Regions from separate parts of the Mus musculus genome. Here all the other regions are linked to region 3. A link is a contact called in public Hi-C, HiChIP or PLAC-seq and promoter capture Hi-C data. All regions are on one chromosome and are shown on one strand. The core of a region is the stretch at or near the end of the contact, and the rest is flanking DNA. Distances in the headings are between cores, read along the strand shown.

Region 1 (5,914 bases), core at 580-3,079, 220 kb after region 3:
GGCCCAGAGAAGGCAGAGCTCTACACAGAGGAGGGGCAGTGTCTGAGCTGGCACATGGTTACAAAGCATTCTTTGTATGGTGGTTTAGTGAGCTTGTTCAAGGCTGGGCTGGAGAGCATTGGCCTTTAAAGTTTCCTTTCAGCTGGTGCTGAGCACCTACCCAGACAGCAGCAGAACGGAGATGGGTAAGATAAGGAACTGTGAGTCGGTAGGCACAGCTGAACAAAGTACTGTAGCTGAAACACTTTGCTGGTACTACTGCCATTTCCTTTGTGGCATCGACAGGTTTGCTGCCAGCAAACAAGGGAGGCAAGGCACCAGAACCACACTTCGGTTCTTGTGCAGTATCATTCAAGTCGCCTTCCAGGGGAGGGTCTCTAAGAGGTCCTCTAAGGAACATGTCACTGTGTTAGCTCTGCCAACGTAATCTAGGGACCTGTGTAATGGCTTGGAATAATGAAGAGCCTTTTAGATGAGAAATACTTCCTTGATTACTTTTTCTAGCCTCTATTTGAGATAGGCGATAAAAAAACTGAAAAGCCTTTGCTTCCTTGCACATACAAAGAGCTTAGGACAAGCCTATAAGGCTTTTATCACTCTTTCCAGCCACCAGAACAGTTTTAATTTGCCACGTATTGCTCTGGTCTATGACTAGGCAAGTGTTGGTTATTAAAAAAAAAAAAAGCCAACCAAACAAACAAACAAAAAAATCTCACTCTATCATAAAGGAACTTAACAGTTTAGTGGGGAGAGGAAAAAAACCACCTTTAATACAGAAGTCTGTTATAGCCGGGCGTGGTGGCGCACGCCTTTAATCCCAGCACTCGGGAGGCAGAGGCAGGCGGATTTCTGAGTTCGAGGCCAGCCTGGTCTACAGAGTGAGTTCCAGGACAGCCAGGGCTACACAGAGAAACCCTGTCTCAAAACAAACAAACAAACAAAAAACAAAACAAAAAACAAAAAACCAAAGAAGTCTGTTATTGTATGAGACAGATCAAAGGATGAGATGTTAAAACCATCTTGGGGAGACCTAAAGATGTCACACTTAAAAGTGGCAAGGATGTGATGTGGGACTCTGTAGAATAACCCTGGCGTGCAGTTTTGAATGCTGGAGCAGTAGGAAGGGGATTCTGGCTGAGAGTGCTTCTGTGGGCCCTACTCATTCATTTCCGTTAGAGCTATCAAGTGCGGGCTGATAACCAGCTACTTTTGCTCCAAGGTATTATTTAAACCTTCTGAAAGGGAACGCCCCGCTAACTCCTCTTTTCTCAACGGAGAGTTCATTCGCGACAAGAGCGATCCCGAGTACAACGTGCCCACAGCTTCCCTGAGCGCAGGCGCAGTGCTGGGACTACTGACTAGTGGTACCTTAGGCAGAGAACAGTGAGGAAGGCAGGGAGTGGGGCGCTGAGCACCTTGCCTACAGCTCAGGTCGTCACCGGAATGGCTGCCCGAGGGCGTCCTGCAGGCTCCCGCACCTCTGCGCCAGCAGCGCAGTTCCGGCCACCGTGGCTCTGCACACTGACACGTCTGTCCCAGGCTCTCCCTCCTGCCCTACAGCTTTTCTCTCTGTCTCCCTCCTTCCCGTTCCCCTTGAAACACACAAACTGCTGTGTAAACATTCCCTTCCTCCTCCTCCTCCGAGGCTCGGCTCGCCCTCAGCGGGCGGCTCCAGGAACCTAAAGCGGATGCTGGTCGAGCCCCTGCCACGTCGCTACCCGCAGCTCTGCGTCTGCGCGCTGGGCGGGCGATGCCTGCGCGTGAGCGGCGCGGGCGCGGCCCAATGGGAGAGCCGCGGCGGCGCGCGTGGCCGGGGGGGGCGGGGCGGCAGTTGAGAGCGAAGCGAGCGCTGAGTCGGACTGTCGGGTCTGAGCTGTCGCATCCCAGAGTCCTCTCATTGCCACCACCCCGGCCCGAGCTCACCCTCGCTTCTGAAGCTCTCCGCGCGCCCGACAGCTCAGCCCTCGCCCGTGACCAACATCATGTGCGGTAAGGGCAGCGATGGGGGTGTGTGGTGGCCGCAGGGCCCGCGCAGTGAAGCCAGAGGTGGACAGCGCGTGTCAACAGAGCGGCCTTGGGGCTGGGGTCCTGAAGAGAAGGGGGGCTTGTGGAGCGGGCATCCCGAGGAGATTGAGGGTCCTGAGGGGAGCCGGGATCTGGAAGGAGAAGGGTCTCTGGGGAGAAAGGCTGCTGTCCGTGAGGCAGGGACTCTAAGATGGGGATTCCGGTGTTGAAGGGGCGGCCGGAGCTAGTGTGCTTAAGAGGGACCGGCAGAGGAGATTGTGGGGGCCCTAGGAGTCAGAGGCTACTTAAAGGGGCTAGAGGATTGGGGGTGGGGTGGGCCAGGGAGGGTATCAGAGCGTTCAAGGGGCACCTTTGCATAGAGCTCAGAGGATAGATGAATACCTACCTTAGAAGAGCTGTGAGGCTCAAAGTGAGACCAAGTATGGAGGGATGCCTAGGGGAAGGTCCACCAGGTGAGTGAGGCGACCTGTGAACATGCTGTGTGGTACTGGGGGTTAAACTCATAAAGGCAGCTTGTCAAGTGAGTGAGTACTCTTTCCCTTAGCCACACCCCCCAAATCCCCTTTTTCTGTCTCTTTGTAACTGGGTCCCACTTGGTAGCCCAGGTTGGCCTGTAATTCACATTGCCCTGTCTCAGCCTTCCAAGTGTTGTGATTATAAGTATGAATGACCACTCCTGGCTGGTAGCATTTCTTGAATTTACTTATCTTGCAGTCTTAAAAATACTTAATTCTAGTCACTTTATTTTAGGCAGGCCTGCGAGAACTCAAGCCAACGCACTGACAGTGATACCCCACATGACTTCTGCCACTCTTAAGTCTCTCAACAGGAACCATTACTAAATCAATAACTTGATGAAATGGGCTCAGAGCTGATCTTGTTGGAAGAGAGAGTAGTAGTCCTGGCTAAAGATCCCACATCATGCATGTACACCTGTTTAACATATGTCTTTACTACAACCATTAAAAAAAACAGGCTCTTTTATTCCATATTTTAAGGCTTCTTATTTAGCTGGGCGGTGGTGGTACAACGCCTTTAATCCTAGCCCTCAGGAGACAGAGGCAGGTGGAAATCAGTGATTTTGAGTACAACCTGGTTCCAAGACAGCTGGAGCACAGTTACACAGAGAAACTCTGTCTTACCCCTCACCCCCGCCCCCCATTATCAAAAAGTGTTACTAAAAGATACCATGAGAATTATATATGATACCACTAATAATATTGTAAAATGGGAATGAGCCATTAGTAGTATTTAAAAAGTTATATTTTTACCTTTCCTTTTAAAACCGACAATGACCACTAGACTAAAGAGCGTTTGTTTCTTAGAAATAGTGTCCCACGCTGTCTCTCAAGCAGGTCTAGATCCCAGTTCTCCTTCAGCCTCGTGAGTGCTGAGATTCTAGGCATGAGCCACTGTGCCTGGTTCCCAAGAAAGAACACATTTTAGAAAGAGGTATTGTAAGACTTGTAGCTGTGTGAGAAACATTCTTTGTAGTCTTTCACTTGTAAGAACTCGGGAAGGGGTAGGTTGTCCTCAGTGTGTGTTTTCCTGTGTTTAATCGTTTCGCCTTCTGAAAATGAAGAGCAGGCTTAAGCTTAGAGATTCTAGATTTTAGAATTCTAAACATCATGGAATTACTGGATTAGAGTTGACTTCATAATTAATTATACTTTTACTGTTTAATAGATTGGTTTTACAAAACATTCATAAATTAGTTTCAAATTGTGAGTAGTGAATTTTCAAGCTGGTTAGTTACTAGTTTGCTGTGTTTGGTAGTTAACGGTTTTCTCTCTTTCTTTGAGACTGACTCTCACTAGCCTGGGTTGGCTTTGAACTCACTCTGTAGCTGGGAATAACCTTGAACTCCTGATCCTCCTTCTGCCCCCAAGGGCTGGGATGGCAGGACTCTGCCACCACACCCAGCTAGTTAAACTATGTTGGAGTGATGAGTTATGTACCTAGGCAAGTACCTGGCATTCTGGTTGCAGGTTATTTCCTCATCTTGTACCAGGAAGAAAAGTATTTGTATACTATAAAACAAAAAGAAAAAGGAATCGGATGTAGTTCATGAAGCTCAGATAAGAAAGGAGGAACTGTTAGTCAGAGTGGCTGCTAGTGCAAGGCAGCTATTACACTGAGTTTCACTGATTATGAAGAATAAGTAAATCAATATGCTAGCACACGGTATTTGAGGCATTTCTGTTTTTATTTGCTGAGACAGGGTTTCTCTGTGTTAGGCTTGGTTGTCCTAGAACCCAGTAACACTTTTTTATATTAGTTTTATATATTTCCCAGAGAATAGGTATCTATTTTCAATTGTTTTTTTTTAAACTAGTGATTCTTGCCTTTTTTAAAATTATTTTTTATTTTTTTTGAGATACTTACCTGAAGGTTATTGAGGGATGCTGGGACTGGCTGCTAGGGTGACTTGTAAATACATACTGTTTACGCTCTTTAGAAGTCACACTGGAGGCAGCCGGGCGTGGTGGTGCAAGCCTTTAATCCCAGCATTGGGGAGGCAGAGGCAGATCGGATTTCTGAGTTCCAGGCCAGCCTGGTCTACAAAGTGAGTTCCAGGCCAGCCAGGGCTACACAGAGAAGCCCTGTCTTGAAAACCAAAAAAAAAAAAAAAAAAAAAAGAAGTCACACTGGATATGAAGAAGCTGTGAGCTGTGAGGGAACTTGTTTGATACACATTTTCTGGGGAAGGGAGAGCTTAATAGGTGTCAGGGTTAATAGAAATGAGCAAAAGAAGATGGGAAGGGTTTTGTAATACTTGTTTGTGATAGTCTTCTCCCAGAGATCCAGAATTAGCAAGACTAAAGGTTCTAGAAACCTTTAAACCTAGTAACTTTGTTGGGCTCATATATATATATATATATATATATATATATATATATATATATATATAAAGCTTTTAGTTAGGAGGCCTTTACTTATCCTTCTTTAGCATTGAGCAATATTTAGTGTTGTTTCCTGGGGCTTGGGATTTTCAACTGTAACTTTCCGGTACCTAGAAAGGGTCAGAAGGTGATGAAGGTGATGAAGTGCTTGGTGGCACTTTTTGAGAGAAGACTCAAGAGAGTTGTCTTTGAGGAAACAAAATGAATGCAGATATAATGGCTGCAGGTGCTGTCACAGTACTATCTGAGGCAATCTGAAATCCATCAGGCACAGGAGAGCTTTGTAACTGCTCTCTGTTAGACCTGGAATGCTCCAATGACGGGAGGATTCTTACCTTGAGATACAGAGACTAGTGACAAGGGAGGCAGTCACCTTTAGTGGTGTTGTTCATCTTCAGTCAGTGTAAGTAGAAGTAAATTTGAGAACTGTGGGTCTTTGTTTTTGTTTTTTTGAGATAATGCTTAAATGGTTACCTGGTACCACAGAGGTCGGGAGAGGGCATTGGAGCTCCTGAAACTGAACTTAGAATGGTTGTGAACTACCTACCATGTAGATGTTGGGAACAGAACCAAGGTCCCCTGCAAGAGTAACATGCTCTTCACCTCTGAGCCATCTCTTTAGCCCTCAAAACATTATTCTTTTTTAAAAAGAGATCTTACATGTAAAATGTGGCTGCATAGTTATAATATGAATATATTTATGATAAAGGATTAGTGTGTATAAGTCTTAAATGTAGCATTGCCTTTATAAAGAAACATCGCACTAGAGATGTGGTCATATAAGTATGGTATGTCTATTACATATTATGATGTGGCACCATAAGAAGGCTCAGACAGTTAATGAGAAGGAATGATTTGGGGTAGGAAATCTGCTTATAACTACTCTTCAATACTGCAGCAATTACAAAAGGGCGACTTTAAACTTTTGTAGTTACTTTACGCAGGACTGCATTTTGGGAAGTTTAAACAAGACAAAAGACCTTAAA
Region 2 (5,630 bases), core at 162-2,661, 140 kb after region 3:
TTGCAGCTCTCTGCTCCTACTGGTCTGTGTTACCCTTCCTGGATCAGTTTGGTTGACAGTAGAACCTTATAGATCTGCTGTCATTCGTCTTGTTGATGGAGTGGTTGGCATACAGAACAGGTAAATGGTGTGCCTCAAAAACCATCCCATCTCCTGAGGACAGCAGGAGGACAGTCTCCCCTGCTGTAAGCATCCTAACTCATTAAGATCATGTCCTGCTTTCTTAAATTCTGTTTGTCTGCTTCAGCAACACAACATAAAAACTGAGCTTCAATGTAGAGAGGCAGCTCTCACATGAGTGGACGGATTGGAGGGAAGGGATAGTTAAAGCCCTGAGGGATTCAGTATCTGCTCATTTTTATTTTCAGATTATCAAAACTAAGGAAAGGGCTTACACGGCTTTCTGAATGGTTTTAAAATTACTTAGCTTGATAACAGGTGGTTTATGCTAGGGACCACTTACATGGTCACAATTACATTGATACTTGTTTATTGTTCTGTGGGCCACTTCTCAAGCATCCTTCAGTTAACTCAGGCATCATTAAGGTTTTTTTTTCTGTCTCCCGGGATTTTCTGCTGATCTTCAGTGCCATTTTCTTAATGAAGATTGGAGCAAGCAAATCCCACTAAACTATGCTGCACTTTTGCCATTGGGTTGAAACAAAATAGTTTGTTGTGGATCCATCCCACCAGTGAAATGAAGACCTTTAACAACATCAAAAAGAAAAAAAAAAAAAAGAGCTTCCATGTTTTACTCTGAGATTGTCTGACTCACTCTACTCAGTATAGGAGGGAATCCAAACTCTCAGCAGAAACTACTCTGCTCCAAAGCATCTTGGCTGGGGTGTGTCTTGTCTTCTAGCTGCAATAGAAGGCAGAGTCTATTGCCTGTCCTGTGTAAGCATCCTCGGTGAGGGACTGTTTGTTCTCATCAGTTCTTTAAGATGCCTTCCGGGTCTTTAGGACTGAGAATAGCTTCTGTGGTCTTGGGCTGGTAGGAATATTACATCCAGTTGATGTGTCTATTAAGTTAAGGGAGACTGAGTCTGTGTAAGAACCAGGCAAGGCCTTGGTGGTGTCAGTCTCTGTTGCAGCTCAGGTGGCTGTTGCCTTGGTTTTCTTTCTGGCTTTGGTAACCTTAGCCTTTCAAATGTTATATGAGCAAATGGAGTGTTATTATACCTGGGGGTTGATTTGCTTTTCTTTTCCATTTCTTTCTCCTCTTTTTTTTTCCCCCATAATGAAGCTCTGCATTTTTCTCTCCCTAGCAGATTCAAGCCCCAGTGAGACAACAGCCAAAAGTTCAGACCACTCCACCTCCAACCATCCAGGGACAGAAAGTTGGATCTCTCACTCCTCCATCATCACCCAAAACCCAACGTGCTGGGCACAGACGGATTCTCAGTGATGTAACCCACAGTGCAGTCTTTGGGGTTCCTGCCAGCAAATCAACCCAGCTGCTCCAGGCAGCTGCAGCTGAGGCCAGTCTCAATAAATCTAAGTATGTTTGTTCTTATCATGTGGACAAGGTCTGCTCTGGGTTACTACCATAGGATTCTTTGCATAAGCTTGTGGCGGTGTGACAGTAAGCACATGCCAGTGGATGTCTGTATTTAGTAAGAGATCATGAGCTTTTCCCCAGTGTGTGCACTCTACAGACCCTAAGACTCAGTTTCCATTCCCCATCTGGTCTATGCTGTGTCTTAATTCTCCCTGTACTGACGATTACACTTTGGACACCCAGCACTTAGAAGGCGCTGTCTCAGCAAGCATTGTCTGCACAGGTGACTTGGCTCTTTGTGACCTTTGGAGCTGCTGCTTCTCCTCTCCCAGAGGGAACATGATTTTTTTGTTTGTTTGGTTTTGGTTTTTTTGTTTTTGTTTTTTGTTTGTTTTTTTCGAGACAGGGTCTCTCTGTGTAGCCCTGGCTGTCCTGGAACTCGCTCTGTAGACCAGCCTGGCCTCGAACTCAGAAATCCGCCTGCCTCTGCCTCCCGAGTGCTGGGATTAAAGGCGTGCACCACCACGCCCGGCTGGGAATATGCTTTGGCTCCTTAGGTTTGTGTGAGGTGTTGTCCTTTCCTCTCCTGCAGTACTTTGTCTAGGGTCTTTTCTTCTTAAAAGCATATATCACACTGTTTGATCATGAATTTTGTGCATTTGGCCAACCTTTATGAACCTGATAGGTTGCTGGTTCTCTGCTTCAGGTACAGTCAGTCTTATTGACCACTGTGAAATCAGTGTAATTTTTCACCCATAGCTTCCTTGAAACCATGTTATCTACGATTAATCATATTTAAGTGAAGAAAGACTGAAAGAAAAGTAGGTCATCTAAACATATAAAGTAGTGGCATGTGTTTGTTTAGTGATAGAATGCTTCTGCCATTAAACAACATTCTGAACATGGGATGAAAGCTTAAGTACTGCCTGGATCCTGAACGTTCAGAGGCAGCCAAGAAAGGGGGTTTGTTATGCTTGACACACAGGCCTCAGCATAGGTTGCTGTAGACCCTAACCTCAAGGGTTTTGCAAAAGACAGGCAAGCTGCAAGATTTCCTGAGAGCTGAAGTGAAGGAGACAGCATTTGTAAAGACTAAACTTTCCAGTTTCTGTGGGAAGTCCTTTAGGAAAACACTGGAAATTGTGGTTTAACTGAGAAAAGAACTGATACCATAATGAAAGAAAATCATTTGGGCCCTTCTGCTTTGCTTAACTTTCTTTCCCTTCACCCTTGGGGTGCCAACCTTCCCAGGTCTGCAACCACCACTCCCTCAGGCTCTCCACGGACTTCACAGCAGAATGTCTCCAATGCTTCAGAAGGCTCCACATGGAATCCTTTTGATGACGACAACTTCTCCAAACTCACAGCTGAAGAGCTGCTAAACAAGGACTTTGCCAAGCTTGGGGAAGGTGAGCTGCTGAGGCTTTCCTGTGCTTCTTGGCTGCAAGTCAGCTGAGGATGAACTTGAATGTGTCTGTGTCTTAGCTGTAGAGGGATATGCTTGGGAAAGGTCAGCACGGACCATCTTGAAGAGGACTGGGTTGGGGGTCTGCAGACTGATTTTCATTTTTGCTGGAGCACTGATTTTTTTTTTTTTTTCTTAAATGCTGACCAACTGTGAGCAACAGCAGGGAGTGTGCAATCATAGAAGGAGAAACTTTGGAAAGATGTAGTAGCATAACCTGGGATAATTGTGGTAACTGAGTAGTGGATTGCTTGGAGAATGGTGACTGTCGCCCTCATCCTCAGGGGCTTGCTCTAGAAATAGTGGTTGAGGTGTGCCTCACAGGATGCGAGTCCTGATCACAGGTCTGTGTTGTTGTTGACTCATCATAAAAAGGAGCTTCTTTCAATAAAAAAAAATGAGGTTCTATCCAAAATAGCCATAGCCTAATTTGGAAGGCAAGATATACAGACATCCACACAGACATAGGCAGATATACACATAACACACAGGCACCTGGGAAGTCTCTCCACTGTTCAGTTGGATACATCCTTCATGCACTCAAAGCACAGAGCAAAAGAGTGATCAGACCAGTGAATATAGGAACTGCTTTACCTGACTAACCACAGCGCTTCTCAAACCTCTGGGGGCCAAACAACCCTTCCACAGGAATCGCATATCAGATGTTTACACTATGAGTTATAAGAGTATAAAAATTGCAGTTATGATGTAGCAACAAAAATAATTTTATGATTGGAGTCACCACCACAACATGTGGAACTGTATTAAAGGGTTGCAGCGTTAGGAATGTTGAGAACCACTGCATTTCAGTGGTGTTTTAAATACATAATTTCCTACCATTTAATTTTATTTCATTTTGAGACAGAATCTCACTGTACAGCCCTGGCTGCTCTAGAACCTGTGTGTAGACCAGGTTGGCCTTAAATGCACAGAGATCCACTTGCCTCTCTCCCTTCCAAATGCTGGGATTAAAGTTGTAGACCAGGCCAGGTTGGTTCAGCCTTTTTAAATAGAACACGGCACAGGATTTGACATTCTTTGACAAGTCATTTTCATTGTTATCTCTGACGCTTCTTATCCTGTTATGTAAACAGAAGTTTCTTCCTGCATTATTGAAAATTAGTATGTTTGTGTCTAATTAATGAGTCCTTGGGGGTTTTTATGTTTAAATTATATGTATGTGCATGTCCATATGTGGCTATGTGCACATGAGTTGCAGGCCTGTGGGAGCCAGATGTGTCAGATGCCCTGGAGCTTGAGTTACACGAAGCTGTGAGCTGCCTGATACAGGTGCTGGGAATTGAACTTCTGGAAGCACAGTAGGATGAACTGTCTCATCTCTCCTGCCCAGGGACTTGTTAATAAACCTTTGTGTCTATTTGTGATTTCCAGTCTGTATCACTGTTGTTCCACCGTCAGTGGAACAATACCTCACACCTCCCTCTCTGCCAGTCCACCTCAGTTCTCAAGCTGCTTGGCACAACAAGGACTTTTTAGTGGTAAAAATGTTGCCATAAATGTGGTAAGTGCACCCGAGGATTCTGCAAAAATGAGCAAAGTGGTGTTTTGTCCCTCTAGGAAAGCTGCCTGAGAAGCTTGGTGGCTCTGCAGAGAGTTTGATCCCAGGCTTCCAGCCAACACAAGGAGATGCCTTCACCACTCCTTCTTTTTCTGCTGGAACTGGTGAGTGTGACACATGCCTGAGACACGAGGCTTGCTGTTGTTTCCTTCAGGTTTCCACTTCATGGGTAGCTCTAGCATACAAAGAACCTGGTTTCTGGTAGTAAATCATTTTTTGTTCATTCATTCAGTAGTTGTTCAATCAGAAAATACTTAAGGAGCATCTAAAATCATTTTGAACTCAAGTGGTAGAGTGATGTGGTAAATACACATGAGTTTTTCTCCCTAGTGCAGAGTGGGTCTTACGCAGGTAATTTAAGGATTAGTGCTCTGGCAAGTGTTGTTATTGCTCTTAGGGCCTCTGGGATGACTTGAAGGATTCTAAGAATTAGATACTATCTTATACTTGATATTCTACTAATATGTACATGGGCATTTTAATCAAGGCAATAGCCGGGCGTGGTGGCACATGCCTTTAATCCCAGCACTCAGGAGGCAGAGGCAGGAGGATTTCTGAGTTCCAGGACAGTCAGGGCTACACAGAGAAACCCTGTCTCGAAAAACCAAAAAAAAACAAAAAAAAAAAACCCAACCACCCCCCCCCAAAAAAAACCAAAGCAATAAGAGACTTGTTTCCCCCATTATTGGTAAAAAGTACCTGTATTTACTATATAAAAGTTATATAGATCTGTGTAGTCCAAATTGCCCATGGTCTCATCATGTATACATAGCAGACTGCCACCATCTTGATGTCTGTCTTAGTCACTGCTCTGTTGCTGTGAAGAGACAACTCTTAGAAAAAAAGACATTTAATTAGAGGCTTGCTCACAGTTTTAGAGGGTTGATCCAAGGTCATCATGGCAGGAGGCAGACAGGCATGGTGCTGTAGCAGTAGCTGAGAGCTTTATGTCCTGATCTGCAGGCAGCAGGCAAAGAGAGAGAGACACTGGGCCTGACACAGGCTTTGGAAACTTCTAAGTTCTCCGCTGGCTGATGACATACCTCTCCAAAGAGGCCAACCACACTTCTTAATTCTTCCCAAAC
Region 3 (6,065 bases), core at 1,602-4,101:
CCCAAGGTTGCAGTGTCCCTTTCTGGGGAGCTGCCTCACAGGTATGCACTCACGTATGCTGCTGCCCTGGTTCTAAGCCCAGTGACCTGAGAAGATCATCTTAATGAGGCAGGCATGCCGTTACAACTCGGGAGGAGAGCCTGTGTGCCCTGTGGATGCGAAGTGGCAGAGACCATGGGCTCAGGGTGGAGGGAGAGCCAAGACCAAGAAGAAAGGGGACAGGAAGTCTGCTGATCAAACAGCAGACTTTGAGTAAGTTAAGTCTGTAGGTAGATGCACATAGCTTCATCCTATAAAAAACATTTAAAAATTTCATTTCTTATTCTAAAGTGATTCTTGAGGGCTCCTGAAGACTAGTGAGAGAGCAGTTACCACTGGGCTGAGTGAGAGACAGGGATTTTAGTGCCACAAAGAGAGTAGCCCACACAAAAGGGATTCCTATAGCAGTGTATGGAGTGGTCATTGGCCGCTGTCAGAGGTGTCCTTGGAGCTGGCCCGTTGTTACCTAAGGCAGGCATACTACACTGTGTATGAGTATTGATGAATGGCCAGTGAACAGGGCAAACATCTGGGTTATTATTCAGGACTTAATAGATAACTTTGTAAAAGTCTGATATTCAAATTCCTACTCTACCACCCCCGGTCCACACCCAAAGAGTCCACATAAGCACAGCACACATCGATTCCCCACCCATGGCTACTGTTCCACTGTTCACAATGCCAAGATGTGGAACCAGCCAGGCTCCCATTAATGGATGATGGACAGAGAAAAATGTGGCATGAACACCCAAGGGAGTAGTAGTCAGTTGGAAGGAGCGAGAGTGCGCCATCTGTAGGATCTACAGGGAAGTGCACAAAACCGAGAAAACCACACTAAGCAAGCTAGAAGTGGTCCATTTTCTCTCACGTGGAGTCTAGATCTGAAATGAAAACTCAAGGTGAGGGTAAGATGTCAGCAGATAAAGTTGCTTGCAGCCCAAGCCTGGGGGTCCGAATCCAATCCCAGAAACCCAAATAAAGATGGGCGGGGGAAACTGACTATAAAGTTGTCCCCTGACCTGCATGTGGAACCCCACACAAACTCACACTCAGAACAATAATAAATAAAAATTTGGGTTTGGAGAGATGGCTCTGTGGTTAAGAGCACTGACTGATCTTCTGGAGATCCTGAGTTCAATTCCCAGCAACCACATGGTGGCTCAGAACCATCTGTAAGGGGATCCAATTCCTTCTTTTGGTGTGTCTGAAGACAGCTACTGTGTACTCATATAAAATACAAATAATAAATCTTTAAAAAAAAAAGCAGATATGAAAGAAAAAGGGACCCAGGTGCAATGGCACAGGCCTGTTATCCCAGCTCGTGGGAGAGAGAGGCAGGAGGATACAGAATGCCACGTCATCCGCAACTGCATAGGGAGTTTGAGGCTAGCCTGGGCTACACAAGACTCCTGTCCATTACTCACAAAGTACTAGCCAAAAAAAAAAAAAAAAAAAGTCAAACAGATCTTGGTGGTGGTGGCACACACCTTTAATCCCAGAACCTAGGAAGCAGAGGCAGGAAGGTCTCAGTAAGTTCAAGTCCGGCCTGGTCTACATAGGGAGGACCTGGACAGGCAGGAGTGCACAGAGAAACCCTGCCTCAAAAAGCAAAACAAAACAACACAACACAACAAACAAACAAACAGGAGGGAAAGGTGGCACGCACCTGCAGCCTCAGCACTCAGGAGGCCGAGGCAGGAGAGTGCCCTTGAGTTCAGGGCCAGTCTGGGTCACAGAGTGAGTTCCAGTCCAGCCTAGACACTCTAAAACATAAATAATAAAGAGCTATATACTGAAAACAGAAAAAATGAGGGGGCCTGTGGTTTCCTTCAAATATTTTAGGCTGGGACCAAAGCTTGGGGACAAGTCCCTGGGCCACCTCTCTACTTTTCATGTATTTTTGCATATATAAATATATATATATATATATATATATATATATATATATATATATATATTGTAGATTTTCAACAAGAGTGAAAAACCACCAGGCAGTGATGATCTATGCCTTTAATCCCAGCACTCGGGAGGCAGAGGCAGCTGAATCTCCAAGTTCCAGGATACCCAGGACTACAGAGAAACCCTACCTCAAAACACCAACCAACCAACGAGTAAAAAAACTAACAGCCACAAGAATACTGCAGATACAAAGCAGAACGCGAAATACAAAACAGGTATCACACCAGCATGGTAAAAATAGGATGCAAAAGGACTTGGGGTTCACTCAGCTCAGTGCTCAGACCTGGGCTGCACCCCAGCACTGCAGTGTGTGTGAGAGGGAGGGGGTGTTATATAACAATCACCACAAGAGAAAGACAGCTCAGAAGCCGCGTGCGTGGGAGGACACTAGCAGAGGAGATGACCAGCCTCACACAGCAAAGGGAGTGGGGTGAGATGCCTGTCATTCTTTCGAAGAACCCTCCTCTCCACTCCCAGTTTACACCCTTCCCTGCCCGGGAGCTAGCTGAGGTTGGATTCGTCCCTCCCTGGGAGTGGGGGCGGGGCATCAGCCCTCCCAGGGTGGTCTGCTTGTCCCTCTGTAGCTTCCATTTAATCCCCACCACCACCTGGGAAGAACATAGGAGTCACTGGACTTCCACACTCACGATCACTGTTCCACACTGTCATTACACCATTTCAATGACTTCCTTTTTCTTTCTCGTCTCCAAAAATAGCAAATCACATTGCTTGCCCAGATTTTCCACCTGAGTTTGTTTTTCAGTTCTGAGAGAAATCAACTCAGCTGCGGACTGCTGCCTCAGCACCAAATGAATAGCAGTATTTAACGCCGCCGCTGGGACAGTCAGCGGTACCACCCTCAGGCCGTGCAGCCACCACCCTGTCAGGATAGGAAGAGCTGGGATGCGCTTGGGTGTTTGCACTACATATGCCCCCTGAAATTTGGTGCGTGTTTATATCCATCGCTGAATAAAGTCGAGTTTACCCAGACCGGCAGGGGGCTTAGTCTGTTTAGCAGTTCTGGCAGAGAAGTCACAGGCTAGACCATCTATAAATGCATACATTTACGGTTCACAGTTCTGGTCCCAAGGTGTGGACACACTGTGGTTGTGGTGAGCACTGGGGGCCCACGCTGCTTTCTAGGGGCCGTCTGTGGTTTCCACTATGGCTGGGCTGCTCCCCCTGCCTTCCTTACAAGCACACGCTGATCTGCTGTTACCCCTTCACTTTGGCTCCGAATCACATCCCGAAGCCCCTCAACTTCACACTTGACGCTGGGGATTAGCTCTCCACCTGGGTCTGCTTTGGGGACACAAACATCGGATCCCTGCAATGGGTAGAGAGTTTCCCAGGAGAAGTGGGAGAGTTTCCCAGGAGAAGTGGGTGTCGAGGAAGGGGCCCTGTTTAAGTGACACACTTGTTTTCTGCAAGCCACATGAGCCAGGGGTGTGAATGGGAACGTCACAGCTCAGCCTCAGGAGGCTGCTGCTTGGTTTAATGTACAACTTTGGCAATCAAGAAACTCTTAATTTTGTTTTATTTTATTTTCTTTTTAAAACAGGATCTGATGTAGCCTAGGCTGGTCTTGAACTGGTTATATAGCTTTAAAAAATTATTTATGTGTATGAATGTTTTGCCTGTATGCATATATGTATATATACGAGGTGTGTGTCTGGAGCCCCAGGAAGCAAGAAGAGTGCATCAGCTCCTCTGGAACTCAAGTTACAGACAGTTGTGACCACCACACAGGAGTCCATAGTCTCACTGACCCGTTTGCTCCCCACTTCTGCCCTTCACTGACTCCGAGCTCACTTGTGTGGGGACCCACCCTCCAGGGCTGCTCTCCCAGACGCTGAGGGAACCACTGACTCGGCTGTTTGTGCTGGCTTTGTTTCCTTCCTCTCCTGTCACCAGGGACTGTGGCCAGGATGTAGGCGGCACAGGGAAGATACAGGCAGGGTGCTGGAGTCACTAAGGACTGTGCCACAGTACATGACCCCACAGGATCTGTCCTTCCAGTTGGGATGCATGTTCTCGGAGATTTAGCTACTTCGAGCAAGGATGCGGATAGTTTAGAGACGAGATGGCTTAGCACGAGGCAACTGCCAAGCTTTGTTTTTGCAGAGCTCAAAAACTGTGAGCTTTTGGGGGTGGGGGTGGGGCAGACACAAACACCTGCTCCAAAATAGGTCACCACAGACTGAAGCTGAATCCCACCAAGGTCCAGCCAGGAGAACCAATGGATATATTGGGTGTCCTTCCTGAGCATAGTGAGAGGTTACTTACAGGAGCCTGGGTGACCCCAGAGCAGCTGTACCAAAAACAAACAAACAAACAAACAAACAAACAACCTCACCCCAGCATGGACAACAACTTCCCTGAAGCTGCATAGCTGAGTCCCCTCTTCATTAACCTTCCACACTCTACATACCCTGGTGCCTCTGAGGCCACAAAGCCATATGCAATGCTCTGGTGTAGATGGAGGCTGACATGCTTGGGAGAGCACTCCACAACAGTCACCCAGTGTGTTCTGAATTAAGTGCACACTCGACTCTCCCTTCTACCCATCCTACATCACACACACACACGCACACACACACACGCACACACACACGCTTGCTCGCATACTCTGTGGATGTAGCTCAGTTGGTAGAGTTACGTACCAACTCAAAGCCCTGGGTTTGATCCCTAGCTCCGCATGGATGTGGTGATGCATGCTTGTAACCCAAGCACCCAAAGGGTGGAGGCAGACAGATTGGGGGTTCAAAGGCATCCTTCTGTGAGTTCAAGGTCAGCCTAGGATACATGAGGCTTCCATCTAAAAATCCACCCAGTTAAGCCACCAGAAGCCCCATCATCTGAAGCTATTTGGTGCTGGAGATTTAACTTTGGAATTTTAGTAAGGAAGGTTTCACTGTGTGGTCCAGGCTGGCTGCAGAACTCACGATCTTCCCACAGACAGTTCCTAGTCCTGGGGTTAGAGACATTCACCATCATTCCCAGCTTAGTTAACTTTCGATCTTGTAAATGTTTTTATGCAATTATAAAGTTAAAGTTAAAAAAAAAAGCAATCGCTAAACGCAAAATTAAAATGAAATAAAAGTCCTGAAGCATAGATTTGGAGTTGGAGGGAGTTGGAGGGAGCAGGGAAGGACTGCTTAGATGATGTTAATATAATCTCATTATTATAACATACCCGAAAGCCAAAGAGAACCACACAACCATAACTGGGTTTCATAATTACATCATTATTGGTAGTGTTAGAACACTTATTCCACCCCACCCCCTCTCTTCCCTTGTGCTAGATGTGGAACCCAAGGCCTCAGGCATGCCAGGCAAGCACCAAGCTACTCCATCCTTTGAACAGTTTTTTTTTTTTTTAAAGACAATTGCCTGTTTATTATAAAATTCTTAGATTACATTGGTGTCTTTGAAAATTTGGATTTATGATAAGGGAGAAGTGTGTATGAGGTGGAAGAGGTTAGGAGCATTGTGTTGGTTGAGAGCACTGTGTTGGTTGGGAGCACCTGTCTGTTGTTTGGGAGCATTGTGTCAGTTGGGCGCATCTGTTATTTGGGAACACTCTATCCCGCTGACCGATGATGTCACTTGAACCGGTAGTGTGCATCTAAGAAGATGCAGCGGAATATGAGGAACAAGAACAAGGAGAGGGGAAGGAGCCCAGTTTGGTAGCTTGTGATTCCAGAATGGGGAGGGTGGAGGCAGGGGGATTACTGTGAGCAGGAGGCCTACCTGGTCGACATAGCAAGTTTCAGGCCAGCAAAAGTGACATAGCAATACCCTGTCTTTAAAAATAAAATGAGCCTGGTGTGGTAGTGTATACCTTTTATGCCAGTACTTGAGAGGCCAAGACAGGAGGATTTCTGAGTTCAAAGCCAGCCTGATCTACGAGTTCTAAGACAGTCAGCTACATAGTAAGACCCTATCTCAACAAACACACACACACACAAACAAACAAACAAACAACAAAACTAGAGACAAAGAGGAGAGGAAGAGACAGGTGCGCTCCCTTCCCCTATAGAGAGGTATTCTGCATAATAAGTGAA
Region 4 (5,818 bases), core at 2,463-4,962, 200 kb after region 3:
CATCAGATTCCATTACAGATGGTTGTGAGCCACCATGTGGTTGCTGGGAATTGAACTCGGGACCTCTGGAAGAGCAGTCAGTGCTCTTAACCACTGAGCCATCTCTCCAGCCCGGGGTTTTTGCTCTTTTGAGGTGGGTTCTCAGATAGCTCAGGCTAGCCTTGACCTGCTGATCGTTTTGCCTCCATTTCTTGAGTTCTGGAACTAGAGGCTATGCTCTGGTGCCTGTCCATAACTGTTTATGTATTGTTGAAATATTTACATAAAAAATGAGTTAGTGTAGCCCTGTGTGGTAACACATGCCCATAAGCTTAGCACCAAGGTGGCATAGAAGGACTGGGAATTTGAGGCTAGCCTGGGCTACACAGTGAGGCCCTGCTTTAACATACATACACAAACAAAAACAAAAACAAAACAGCTTCACTAGGAATATAGAGAGCTACCCGACAGAACCCCCACTGAGCAGAGATTGGGCACTGGGTTCAGTTTTTTAACAACCACAAAAAAGACAGGGAAAAAATCCTGTTTTTTTGATTCGTGGAGTTTACTGACCTCTTTGTTGTAGTCCCTGAGCTGTTTTAGGGCATGTTGTTGCTATAAGCTCCTGAGGAGAGGCCAGTCTGTCTTCTGCCTTCCTAGAACCTGGCACTTAGAGGTGTCAGCTGTCTATTGAGTGAATGGATCTGACTGTATCTTACTTCAGGAAGGCTGTCAGCGTTGTCTTTGTGGCTCCGTGGTGATGCTGGTTTTTTTCTTGTGATGCCATACTGAGCTTTTTGCGTGTACCACAGCCTCTTCACTGACTGCCGGGGCGATGGTCGGGGGTGGAGGAGGAGCAGTAAAAAACCTGTTCAGATTCATGAGAATCTTTGAGAAGCAACTGTGCTGTTGCTCGTGGGCAAGTACCTGGAGCAAGGCAGGCGACTGTAGGGTAAGAAGGGACACAGCTATCTTGAGTTGACAGCTTTTTAACCAGAGACAGTTTGGGGACAGTTTGTGTTGGTTTGGTAATGTTTTTTTTCCACTTCTGTATCTGTTTCTCTTCTTTCATGAGATGGTTTTTCTTTTTTTTGTGTTCCAGGCAGTTATTCAGAATTGAAGGTGTGAAAAGCGTCTTCTTCGGACCAGATTTCATCACAGTCACAAAGGTACAGTCCTGAGAGTGAAAAGAAAGGCTGGCCGGCTTTCAGCTTTTTCTGAGTCCAGTATCTCGCTCTAGAATGTTCATTGCTCATTGGTTTTCTTGCTGTGTAGTCCAGGCTGGCTGAAACCTGAGGCCTTTCCTCCTTCCTTGGCCCCCTGTTGCTGGCATTACAAACGTACTACCATACCAACCTAGAATTTCCATTCTTAATATGCTAGGGTTTTTAATGACACGTGGTATTAAAAATCTCAGGTGAGGGGCTGGAGAAACAGCTCAGCAGTTAAGAGCACTGTCTGCCCTGGCAGAGAACCCAGTTTAGATTTCCAGCACCAAGTGGCAGCTCACCACCATCTATGCCTCCGATTCCAATGGACCCAATGTCTTGTTCTGACATCAGCCACACACATGGCACATGGGGGTACATCAGACAGAGCATTCATGCACATAAAATAAAATAAATCTGTACATTAAAAATGATGTCTACCACATTTGTCAAGTTAGCAAAGGGCTTTTCTAGCTGCAGTTAATTGTGCTCCAGGTGTAACTGTCCTCCAGTAGCCTCAGCAACTCAGGTGAGATACTCGAGCCTCAGCACACTGAGCACAGTGCCTGGGATCACAGGGCTGCCCATGGCAGGACACAACCTTAGCAGCTTCCAGGTTACTGGAATCAAATTTATCTTTTATACAATTTTTAAAATTTTAAATGTTTTAATTCCATGTATTATTTTGTGTGTGTGTGTTTGTGTTCAGGCATCCATAGATCAGAAGACAACTTACAAGAGGCAGTTAGTTCTCTCTCCTCCCACCATGTGGGCATTGAACGTGGGTTGCCAGACTTGGTAGCAAGTGCTTTTACCCACGGAGCCATCTTGCCTGCCCCTGAGTTGTATTTTTACTAATTCTTTCTGTGGGCTGATGGATGAAAAAGGAATCGAGTAAACATTATGAACAAATTGCCTGTGTGCTCTGTCAGACGCCACAGTGCACATGGTCTCTCTGAAAGGGTATGTACTAGTCATTCTTTTGACACATGTGCACATGTGATGAGTTTCAGATACGTGTGTGTATTTGCATAGTTCGCACACCTCTAATCCCGGCACTCAGGAGGCAGGAGCACGGATCTCTCTCTGCCAGTTGAATGGCTAGTTGAATGTATGTAGTGAGTTCCAGGCAGTCAGAGCTGCACGTGAGACCCTGTCTCAAAATGAAAAAAAAAAAAAAAAGGTGGGAATCTGGATTTGTCCTGTACTTGGCTGGAAATGCAACATGCTTCTTCAATGTGATTACAGGAGAATGAAGAGTTAGACTGGAATTTACTGAAACCAGACATTTATGCCACAATTATGGACTTCTTTGCATCTGGCTTACCCCTAGTGACCGAGGAGACGCCTCCGCCTCCGGGAGAAGCAGGTAGCGCTGTGTTGGTCTGTCCATGCTTGTCCAGTCTTTATTGACTTCCTACCTCATTCCCATTCACCTGGATGCCAAGTGACAGAATACAGACTTTTAAAATGTTTTTATTAGAGCTATGAACATATTAATTATACGACATTATGGGTTCAGTTAAGGCCTTTTATACATGTATATAATGTGTTTCGATCGTAAGCACGTCTATTGCTCCTCCTTGTCTCCCTCACGCCTGATGATCCTCTCCCTCTTTCCACCAACCCCACCTCCATCTCCTGCTGCTTCCTCTGTGAGAGGCTTACATGAGGCCTGCTAGTGCTGCTGACAGAAGCACTGGCACCTTACCAGTGGACACACCACCGTAGCTGATATCCTTCCTCCCCAGCACTAACTTTGTGTAGGTCCCTGGTGAGGGTGGGGCCTCATGAGAGCCTCCTTCCCCATTCCAGGGTGTTTCACTTGCGTGTGCGTGTGCGTGCGTGTGTGTGTGTGTGTGTGTGTGTGTGTGTGGTCCCGCTGGAGGCCAGGAGAGGGCATCAGATCCCCTGAAAACTAGAATTACAGTTAATTGCAAGCCACCATGTGGGTGCTGGGAACCAAACCCAGGTCCTCTAGAAGAACAGGCAGATGGTATTCCACAGCTCTTACAGTCCTTCTGCCCCTCCCCCAATACTCCTTGATGGTCTCAGTCTTGCAGGTAAGGCTGTCCCACTTAGGGCTGAGCATTCCACAGTCACTTAGGCTCAGCACTTTGACACCTACTGCATGAAGAGCTACTCTGACCAAACCAGATAGCAGTACTAATCTGTGGGCATAAATGTGGTCATTTAAAAAGAAACTTGGCGAGCACATTATGTCTATTTAATAAAACAGTTGTAGCTTTCCCATAAGGGTCTATGACCTCCTCGCCACAAGTTTTTGACCAGGTTCAATAGCAGATATAACTTCCTTCCAGTGGAGCTGGCCTCAGTTCCAATCAGAAAGCACTCGGTTACCCGACATGGGGCTTGCCACTGTTAGAGCAGGCGGTGAGCAGTGTTTTCCCGGTCTGGTCAGTGGTGCGGCGCACGGGGCCGCGCGGAGCCAGAGGGTTGACCCAGTTCTCTCCCAGCTGCCTGCGCAGTGCCTTCTGGCTGTGAGCTGGCCTGCAGGTGAGGACTTTGTGTTAGTCCCAGCTTTTGTTCTATGTCTTGTGACCAGAGCGTCAGCAGGAGGAGCTTACTGTCTAGTTCTGGAGACAGCCCAGGGCAATGGATTCACTTTTGTCATTGAATGCATTTGGCTCTGGAACCAATTTTACATGAGACAAAATTTCATACAGAGCTTCATAATACTGTTTTCTCAATTTTTAAAATTTGTATGGACATTGAATATATTATACAAAATTAAAATTTTTAATTATGAAAAATTCTGAGAATTCAGAACCACCATAAATAAGGCACAAAGTTGCTTTCACTTAGATTCAACAGATGTTAACTTTTTCTGGAGAAGGTGTCAAGAAACAGTGTTAGTTCTTCTATAGCTGCTTTAGACCCATTTTTAAAGGGAGTATTAAGAATGCAAACTGTATGTAGTACATTGCAGGTTTTTTTGGGGGGAACCAGCTTAACCCCGCTTCCCGCACTGCATCCGCCCTACTGCTCCAGCTCGTCACCTCCAGCCTCCTTCCCCTGGGCCTGTCCCCTCACCCTGGTCCTTCTGTCTGTCTCAGCCCAGCTCAGCTGCCAACTCCATATGCTTCAATAAGCCACACTCCAATCTGATCTGACCAGCAGCAGGACAGCTCCTGTCCCTCCCATCTCTTTGTCCTTTGCAGAGATGAGGGTTGCACGACTTCCTTCCTTCCCAGGCAGCTTGCTTTTTAACACGATAATTCCAGATAGTCATCTTTTGGACAGATTTGGAAGGACAACATTTACACATAGAAAGCTGGTAATGGGCTGTTGAGAGGACAATACCAAATATTCTGTCACTGGCTAGCTTTTTCCCCAGGGACCCACCTCCAAGCCCTGTGTGAGGGGGAAGGCCTTCTAGCTGAAGGATTGCAGCTAGGAGGGTGGTATTTTTCTATGGCTTTTTTTCTTTTGTTTTGGGTTTTGAAACAAGGTCTTGCTAAATCTACCCAGCCTGGAACTTCCTATGTAGACCAGGCTGCCCTTGGACTGTGACCTTTCTCTGTCTACTTGAGTGCCACTATGCTTGACTATGCTTTTATGTCAAAACCTTCCTGTTTTATGCTTATATGACTTCAAAGTTGTTACTCTTGGTTTTCTTATGATTTTTTTTTCTAGGCTCTGAGGAAGATGACGAAGTCGTGGCAATGATTAAAGAACTGCTAGATACTAGAATAAGGTAGGTATTAGCATCCTCCCACCCCACGCCACGCTGCATACCATGCCCCACGCCCTGAAATCTAGTGCTGCAGAGACCGTTCTCATTAAAGCAGCAAGCTTTCATCAGGAGATCGGAGCAGGGCTCCAGATCCATCATCACTGTAAACCAGCATAGGTCATCATTGCAGTTAAACGTAAAGAGAGCTGTGCCTCAGTGCCCAGTCTGCTTTGCAGCAGTCCACACGGAGAGAGGCAAGAGGGATTCTCCTCACAGTCTTTTTAGGATCATATCTGTGAGGATTGTGACGAGAGTAGCACCCATGTGGCAACTGCCACAAACAGAGGAAAGACAGAAGCTAGGCTTGGCGACACTCTCCTTTAGTCCCTATAGAAACAGGTAGGCGGATCTCTGTGAGTTTTGAGGCTAGCCTGGTACACACAGTGAGACGGTGCCTCAAAAGCAAAGCAAGCAGACAAACAACAGGAATAAACACAAGACTAGTGGACAGCCTGTCTCCACTTTCCTCACTGCAGACCATTGAGTCCAGATTTTTTAAAATTTTTATTTATTAATTATTTATATGAGTGTCTCTAGCTGCATATGTATCAGAAGATGGCCTGGCCGGCCATCAGTGGAAAGAGAGGCCCATTGGTCGTGCAGACTTTATATGCCTCAGTACAGGGGAACGCCAGGGCCAAGAGGTGGGAGTGGGTGGGTGGGGGAGTGGGTGTGGGAGGGTGTGGGGGGTTTTTGGGATAGCATTGGAAATGTAAATGAAATAAATACCCAATAATAAAAAAAAATTATTTATATGAGTAGAGTGTAGCTGTCTTTAGACACACCAGAAGAGGGCATCTGATCTCATTACAGATGGTTGTGAGCCACCATGTGGTTGCTGGAACAATATTGAACTCAGGACTTCTGAAAGAAC
Region 5 (5,427 bases), core at 1,274-3,773, 170 kb after region 3:
CAGTGGGAGCTCTGAGTCCAGTCTTCCCAACCTAGCCAGGTCTTTGCTGCTGGTGGATCAGCTCATAGACCTGTAGCCGTGAGCCAGGAGCAGACACAGTTCTGTAACCTTCATGCCGTAATACACATTTTCATTACGGAGTTATGAGAAAAAAATGATTTTTTTTTAAATCTGCAAATAAGGGGCCCTCAAGCTCCTTTCTCCTACCCCTTGCCTTCTCCTATAGAAATGATAAGGAAAGAAAAATCTCTGACCCTCCAGATCCATTCCTTGGCCGGCTCCTCTTGTTAGTTTGCTGTGTTTCCTCATTCCCCATCTTCAATAGCATTATCTTAACTCAAGCGCTAAGTGCCCTGAGCTTCACCTCTGCTGGAATCCACTCACAGAAGCTTGACTGTCACTCAGCCTGTGATGGACACTTTTGTCTCATTCTTGCTAGGAATGGCCCCCATGTCAGTCCTATAGCCCGTCTCCCAGATGCTGATGAATATGTGTCCATTCTTGCTTTTTATCCTGATGCAGTATCATGAGGACATGGCAGCTATGGCTGGTCTTACCTCCAGGCAGAAGTCTGGAGTCAGGTGTGCAGTTTAAACAGGGCAAAACCAATAGGATGTGTTTGTGAAGAGAAAGTGGGCTCAGCTCTATCCAGCCAACTTTAATCTTGTTTGATAATAGACTGAGCCAAGGGATCTTGCACCCCATGCAACCTTCTCGGTGTTTGTCTAGCTATCTGGCTTCCATTGAATCGTGGTTTCTCAAATCTGGAGGTGTGACTGCAAGCATTTGAGATCCTTGAATAAATGTGTATGTGATATAAACACCAAGCATTGCCATCCTTCCATGTTACCTGGCCCAAGCTGGGATCTCAGAATTAGACCAAAACGAGACAGTGGTGGGAACATGCTACCTTTTACTAGAAGACTTTTCTTGGGGGGTGGAGGGGAAGGGAAGGAATTGTAGCAGAAACAGATGTATTTTTCTTGTGATTTTTTTATTTTGAATCAAATATTGTAAATTGTGTATAAATGAAGATGCTGACTAGTTGTGTTTCCACTTGGCATTTCAAGTCTGGCATCAGGTGCCTGTACAGGCTTTGATCTCTTTCCCGTGTGTACCCATATAGCAGTCCTGGAGTGCTTATCTTAAGTAGAGTTTATGTCTTGCTCAAAGCTTTCAGCAGGCCTCTCTCTCTCTACCCAAGCATGTTGTTTATTTTCAGATCATCAGAAATAAGTGTGCTGGGCACAGTTTGGCTGGCTGCTTACCTTTCGCTGGTGTTTAAGTTGAAGGCTGAAGCTGATGGAATATGTGCAGTTGGCTTTCCTTGGCTTCCTAGATATCAAAGATCAAACAAAGAATAGTTCTTCACTAACCTTAGCCTGTTGTTCATAGAGTTAAATAAAGGCCCTGCACTTGCCCTACAACGTGCCTCCTGGACACCCTCTGTGTACTTACATCGAGGTGTGTGGAGAGCACTTTTGTAAAAATCACCCTTTAGAAGAGGAGCAGGCACAGAGAGCTCCCTTCCTTGAGTGCCATCCCCTAGGGTTGGAAGAGTTCATCAGAGCTGTACAAATAAAATCCCAAATCCCATGGCTTGTTCTCTACTACTATGATGCTGTTTTTTTCTTGCTCATATTGCACTTTAAGTGGTGGGGAACCAGCAGCAGCGCGATCCTGCAGACACTGCCCTCTGGAGGGCCACCGTTGTCTCCAGCAATGTGACAGCAGGAAGAGGGGACACTCAGTCTTCCTTCTGACTTTAATACTTCCTGTGCCAACTGAACCTAGATGAGCTGAGGAAAGGCTTCTGCTAGAAGAGATGGTTTCCACAAGTGAGCGAGATACGGTGTGCAGCAAGGATGGAGATATCACGAAGAGCTCTCCACATGTGGGCTAAGGGAAGCAGGACTTGGTTAACCCCTTGGTGGACAGGAAATGGTTGTGTCCTCTTTCCTGGACATAGAAAGAATGTATAAACTAATGAAGGAAATGTTTATTTTTAAATAAGGATAATGTTTTAGGTCTGTGTTTTCATATTTGTTTTTTTTCTCATACAAAGGTTAGCAATATAATGAAATGTCTACTTTCCCAGTTTAATTGCAGCTATGAAGAGTGCAGTCTAGAAATTAGGTTAAGTGTCTCTAAACCATTCTTCCTTGTGTCAAGCATAATTATATTGAGATATATTGTGTAGTCATTTGGCTCAATAAAGCTTAATAGAGACACTAATGAAAATTCACAGACTATTGCTAAGGAAGATGGTTAAAGCCTGGGTGAGACAGCAAGAGACCTGGGCTGGTTCTTCAGGAATAAGCCTTCGGCAGGCAGGGCTGTTTTTCTGTTGAGGAATACATTCTAAGGACTTAGCGTAGCCTTCCTTAGAGCAGTATCACCCTAAGCTGAGGGAGGGACCTAAGAAGAGCGTGATGTGTGGCAACTGGAGCTGCATGGAACAAGACTGAACTGTAAGAGGCACTGCATGCCTGTTCAGTAGCCCATTTACTTTGTCTCACTGGTGTACGCTGAGCTGGTGAAGGCAGGTTGGTGAGAGAGGGGGCCAGGGCAGCTCAGGCTTCTGGGACCTCAGCCAGACCCTGGCTTGTGACCTTGAACATTTTACTCCTCAGAGCTGCCGTTGGCTGTACACAGAATTAATGTGGATAGGTGCTTTGTGAGACAGCAGAAGTGTAGCATCATTGTGCTGCTTCGTTGTGTTTAGAAGGACTATGAAGGATCGTACAATCCAGATGTCCTTCGGGTAGCTTCTATGCTCTTGCCATTCCTCCAGCTTTCTGCAGCATTTACTCACAGGGTTAGAATGAGCAGTTACTAACCTTATTGCTACTTGCTGGTTGCCTGATAAAAGCCCACATCATTAAAAGCTTGGAGATAGATTTTCCTTCTGTAATATTAAGTACACACAACCTTACCTATTGCAGTTAAACAGAATCCAGAGATTTCTATTATTTCAATCTGTATAATCAGGGATTTGTTGTTAAAATATGGGCAAATACTATATGCATTTTTTTAATCTTCTCTCTGATGAGTGGAAGTAATTACTGTACCAGAAAGTATCACAAATTGGTATTTTCCCCCTAGAAAACCAAACTTAATTTCTAAAGTTTCTAAAAATATGGTCCTCAAAGAAGATATTTTTAAATGATCACCTCTAAGTAGTAGTATTATAATTGTTACAATGATTTCTGAAGTAGACATCAGAAATGTTTCATGTGGTTGAATGTTCCCTCCAGAAGCATCTGGTTTTGCTTGGGAAGTGAATGGTGACCCTAGACAGGCCAGTGGCATGTGAGTTGTTTAAACTCTTGTTCTTAGACATAACATCACCAGATATGATAGCAAGGATGTTGTTGCATTTCCCCAGTAGCCTCGCTCACAGCATATTCGATCCTGTTTTCCCCACACCTCTGCCTTTGAGTAATATTGAACTATTCCAGAAACCACTGGGTGAGATGAAGAGCAGTTACTGCTCAAGACACAGAAAGCCACAGGCAATTTCTAAAGAAGACTTCATAGCCAAGAGGGATCTCACCATCACAGTTTGCAGTCCCCTGGTCTTGGAGTATTTAAAGATAATCCCTGAAAGAGGTTGTCACTTACATTTTGTGTTGGACTTGGCTCTTCCTGATCAGATCAGAATTCTAGAACTTAGATTATTGATCATTGAAAATTTGATGTCTTTGTGGTTTGCAATTCTCATTTCCTATGCTCCTCCTGATAAGTTTATTTTGATGCAGACCAACATAGCCTTCCCCCAGGCGATCAGTTCTGTCTTCAGCAGTACTGTGGGAGTAAGGAGACCTTGGAGATGGGGCTGGGGGTCCATGCTCAGCTGAAAAAAAGAATGCTGTAGACCCCTTGGGCCAAGCTAAAGTCACTGTGCCAAGGCTTCTCTGGCAGGCATCTGACAGTCTCTACCTTCCTGCTCTGTAAGTTGATCACAGTCTGCTGCCCCTGACATGGAGAGTCTAGGGAATGACAGCATCGCCCAGAACACTTCAGCAGTTGAGAGGCTGCTGACGTAAGGGTTACAGTGAGGTTGTTGAGTGAGACACTTCAGATACTGCAAGCTGATTCATAGCCCTCTCTAGAGACCATTTTACCAGTGCAAAATTAGACCGTTTCTTTCCATGATAATAATGGTTACCAAGTTGGATGTCCTTGGCTTTTGTGAACTGAATGAGTCCCAGTTGGCCTCCATTTCAAAGTCTTTAACAGAGATATCCTATGTAGTTTCCCCTGGGTTTCCTTTCTCTAAAGAGGAGGGTTGAGGCCTGTTGGCTGCCTGGGTAATGTCACCTTACGCAGAGTTCCCAAAGGTTGGTAGGAGGGAAGTCCTTCGTTGCTTCTCACTATGCTGCAGTGTCCTGAATTCACTATCTGTGGGTATTCTCCTCTGCCCTGTTGTTCAAGCCTTTATCACATGGATGGATTCTTACCTTAGGTCTTTAACTTGTCTTCCCCAGGGAAGCTAAGCAAAGTGATGTAATGAAGCTATCTTGTGCAGTAAAATGTGAAAAATGAATACTGCTTTGCAAGTATTGTATAAAATAAGTCTGTAAACAAATTTCTTATGTAAACATACAGAGGAATAAAGCTTTTATCTGTTCAAAAAGTGCATGATGTTCAGATGTGTAAATAGCTTAAGGTAGCTTTTCTATTCCTACGAAAGGACTTGAGCACATTACTTAAAGACTGCAAATACCAGTGGACAAAAGTGTGAGCAGCTGTGCAAGATGTCCTGAGGTTCAGTGAGTTATGACTACCCTGGGGAGTGAAGCCCATCACGGTCAGGAGTGAGAGACCTACCAACACATGTTAGCCAGGACCATACTTAGGTGACAGAGTGGTACCAATTAGCAACTGCTCTCCTCTAATTTAGTCTTTAATACACACCCAGGCCAATTGATTTAAACATGAGGATCCAAGAATGTATTTACGCCCTGGGAGAAATAGCTCTCTTTAATTGCTCCTGGCATCCTGCTCTGAGCTTTCTCACAATTGCCTCGCATAAGGGAGTACCAAGTGCTGGGGTTCCAGTGAACACCAAAGGTTGTAGGAATCCCAGGCCGCTCAGCCTGTATTCTAAGACACTGAGTTTCAGCGGAGGCCACGCACCTTGTTGGCACATTTTGCTTCTTAATCTTAATACCCAAGCCATTGCTTTAGACTTTGGCAAGACTTTGTTGTTGGTGTTCCCTGACGGGTTCTACAGTTAAGAGTGTAGAGACAATAAAGTTCTAACACACACTACAGAGTAGCCAGCCGGAAATTTTAAATCTCAGGTTTGGGGCCAGCCAGATGACTCATTGGGTAAAAGCCTAATGAACCGAGTTAGCAGCGCCATGGGGCAGAGGTAGAGAACTGTCCTGTCACCGCTGCTTGGACACTGTGGCACATGTT

What was found. Hi-C and Micro-C count contacts between places; a contact is called where the count stands out from the background. HiChIP or PLAC-seq counts read pairs in DNA pulled down with a chosen protein or histone mark. Capture Hi-C pulls out chosen DNA fragments and counts their contacts.
Region 1: an H3K4me3 HiChIP or PLAC-seq map of the 230-238 cell line shows a contact between it and region 3, with 14 read pairs. The contact joins the promoter of Gfpt1 here to the enhancer-like site in region 3. A contact is called at or near these places in 3 of 39 promoter capture datasets (embryonic stem cells, neural stem cells and stem cell-derived epiblast-like cells), 1 of 15 datasets of contacts at CTCF or cohesin (large pre-B cells) and 8 of 115 datasets of contacts at active chromatin or transcription factors (the 230-238 cell line, effector CD8 T cells, embryonic limb bud and 3 more).
Region 2: a promoter capture Hi-C map of pancreatic islet shows a contact between it and region 3. The contact joins two enhancer-like sites. A contact is called at or near these places in 2 of 484 Hi-C or Micro-C datasets (bone marrow-derived macrophages and cortical neurons), 2 of 115 datasets of contacts at active chromatin or transcription factors (embryonic stem cells and large pre-B cells) and 3 of 9 other capture datasets (adipose tissue, liver and pancreatic islet).
Region 4: a contact with region 3 is called in an H3K27ac HiChIP or PLAC-seq map of embryonic stem cells, with 2.7 times the contacts expected there. The contact joins two enhancer-like sites. A contact is called at or near these places in 10 of 39 promoter capture datasets (the 3T3-L1 cell line, 3T3-L1-derived adipocytes, the C10 cell line and 7 more), 28 of 484 Hi-C or Micro-C datasets (the AML12 cell line, B cells, the C2C12 cell line and 15 more) and 15 of 115 datasets of contacts at active chromatin or transcription factors (the 230-238 cell line, the HPC-7 cell line, T-cell acute lymphoblastic leukemia and 7 more).
Region 5: a contact with region 3 is called in a Hi-C map of Sertoli cells, with 2.3 times the contacts expected there. The contact joins two enhancer-like sites. A contact is called at or near these places in 1 of 15 datasets of contacts at CTCF or cohesin (large pre-B cells), 16 of 484 Hi-C or Micro-C datasets (the G1E-ER4 cell line, LSK cells, the P5424 cell line and 12 more), 2 of 115 datasets of contacts at active chromatin or transcription factors (bone marrow-derived macrophages and embryonic stem cells) and 2 of 9 other capture datasets (adipose tissue and pancreatic islet).

What each region holds. Positions count from the first base shown.
Region 1 is chr6:87,041,017-87,046,930 of GRCm38.p6, forward strand. It overlaps Gfpt1 (glutamine fructose-6-phosphate transaminase 1), which reads left to right and starts at 1,830. Exons shown (of 19, transcript NM_013528.3): 1 at 1,830-1,989. The coding sequence starts at 1,983.
Region 2 is chr6:86,962,725-86,968,354 of GRCm38.p6, forward strand. It overlaps Aak1 (AP2 associated kinase 1), which reads left to right. Exons shown (of 16, transcript NM_001378654.1): 13 at 1,272-1,501; 14 at 2,753-2,910; 15 at 4,545-4,649. Among named protein-coding and RNA genes, the nearest start is that of Nfu1, 44 kb to the right of the region's middle. Within about 2 kb of position 1,412, at least 11 of the 459 cell types and tissues checked have an H3K27ac peak or open chromatin away from gene starts, as enhancers often do. A contact at or near this core is called in pancreatic islet, where this site is marked.
Region 3 is chr6:86,820,075-86,826,139 of GRCm38.p6, forward strand. No RefSeq gene overlaps it. Among named protein-coding and RNA genes, the nearest start is that of 2610306M01Rik, 26 kb to the right of the region's middle. Within about 2 kb of position 2,852, at least 154 of the 459 cell types and tissues checked have an H3K27ac peak or open chromatin away from gene starts, as enhancers often do. A contact at or near this core is called in the 230-238 cell line, Sertoli cells, effector CD8 T cells and 3 more, where this site is marked.
Region 4 is chr6:87,018,284-87,024,101 of GRCm38.p6, forward strand. It overlaps Nfu1 (NFU1 iron-sulfur cluster scaffold), which reads left to right. Exons shown (of 8, transcript NM_020045.3): 4 at 1,082-1,148; 5 at 2,436-2,556; 6 at 4,845-4,905. Among named protein-coding and RNA genes, the nearest start is that of Nfu1, 11 kb to the left of the region's middle. Within about 2 kb of position 3,713, at least 8 of the 459 cell types and tissues checked have an H3K27ac peak or open chromatin away from gene starts, as enhancers often do. A contact at or near this core is called in embryonic stem cells and trophoblast stem cells, where this site is marked.
Region 5 is chr6:86,987,223-86,992,649 of GRCm38.p6, forward strand. All of the region lies in intron 15 of Aak1 (AP2 associated kinase 1), which reads left to right. Among named protein-coding and RNA genes, the nearest start is that of Nfu1, 20 kb to the right of the region's middle. Within about 2 kb of position 2,524, at least 17 of the 459 cell types and tissues checked have an H3K27ac peak or open chromatin away from gene starts, as enhancers often do. A contact at or near this core is called in Sertoli cells, where this site is marked.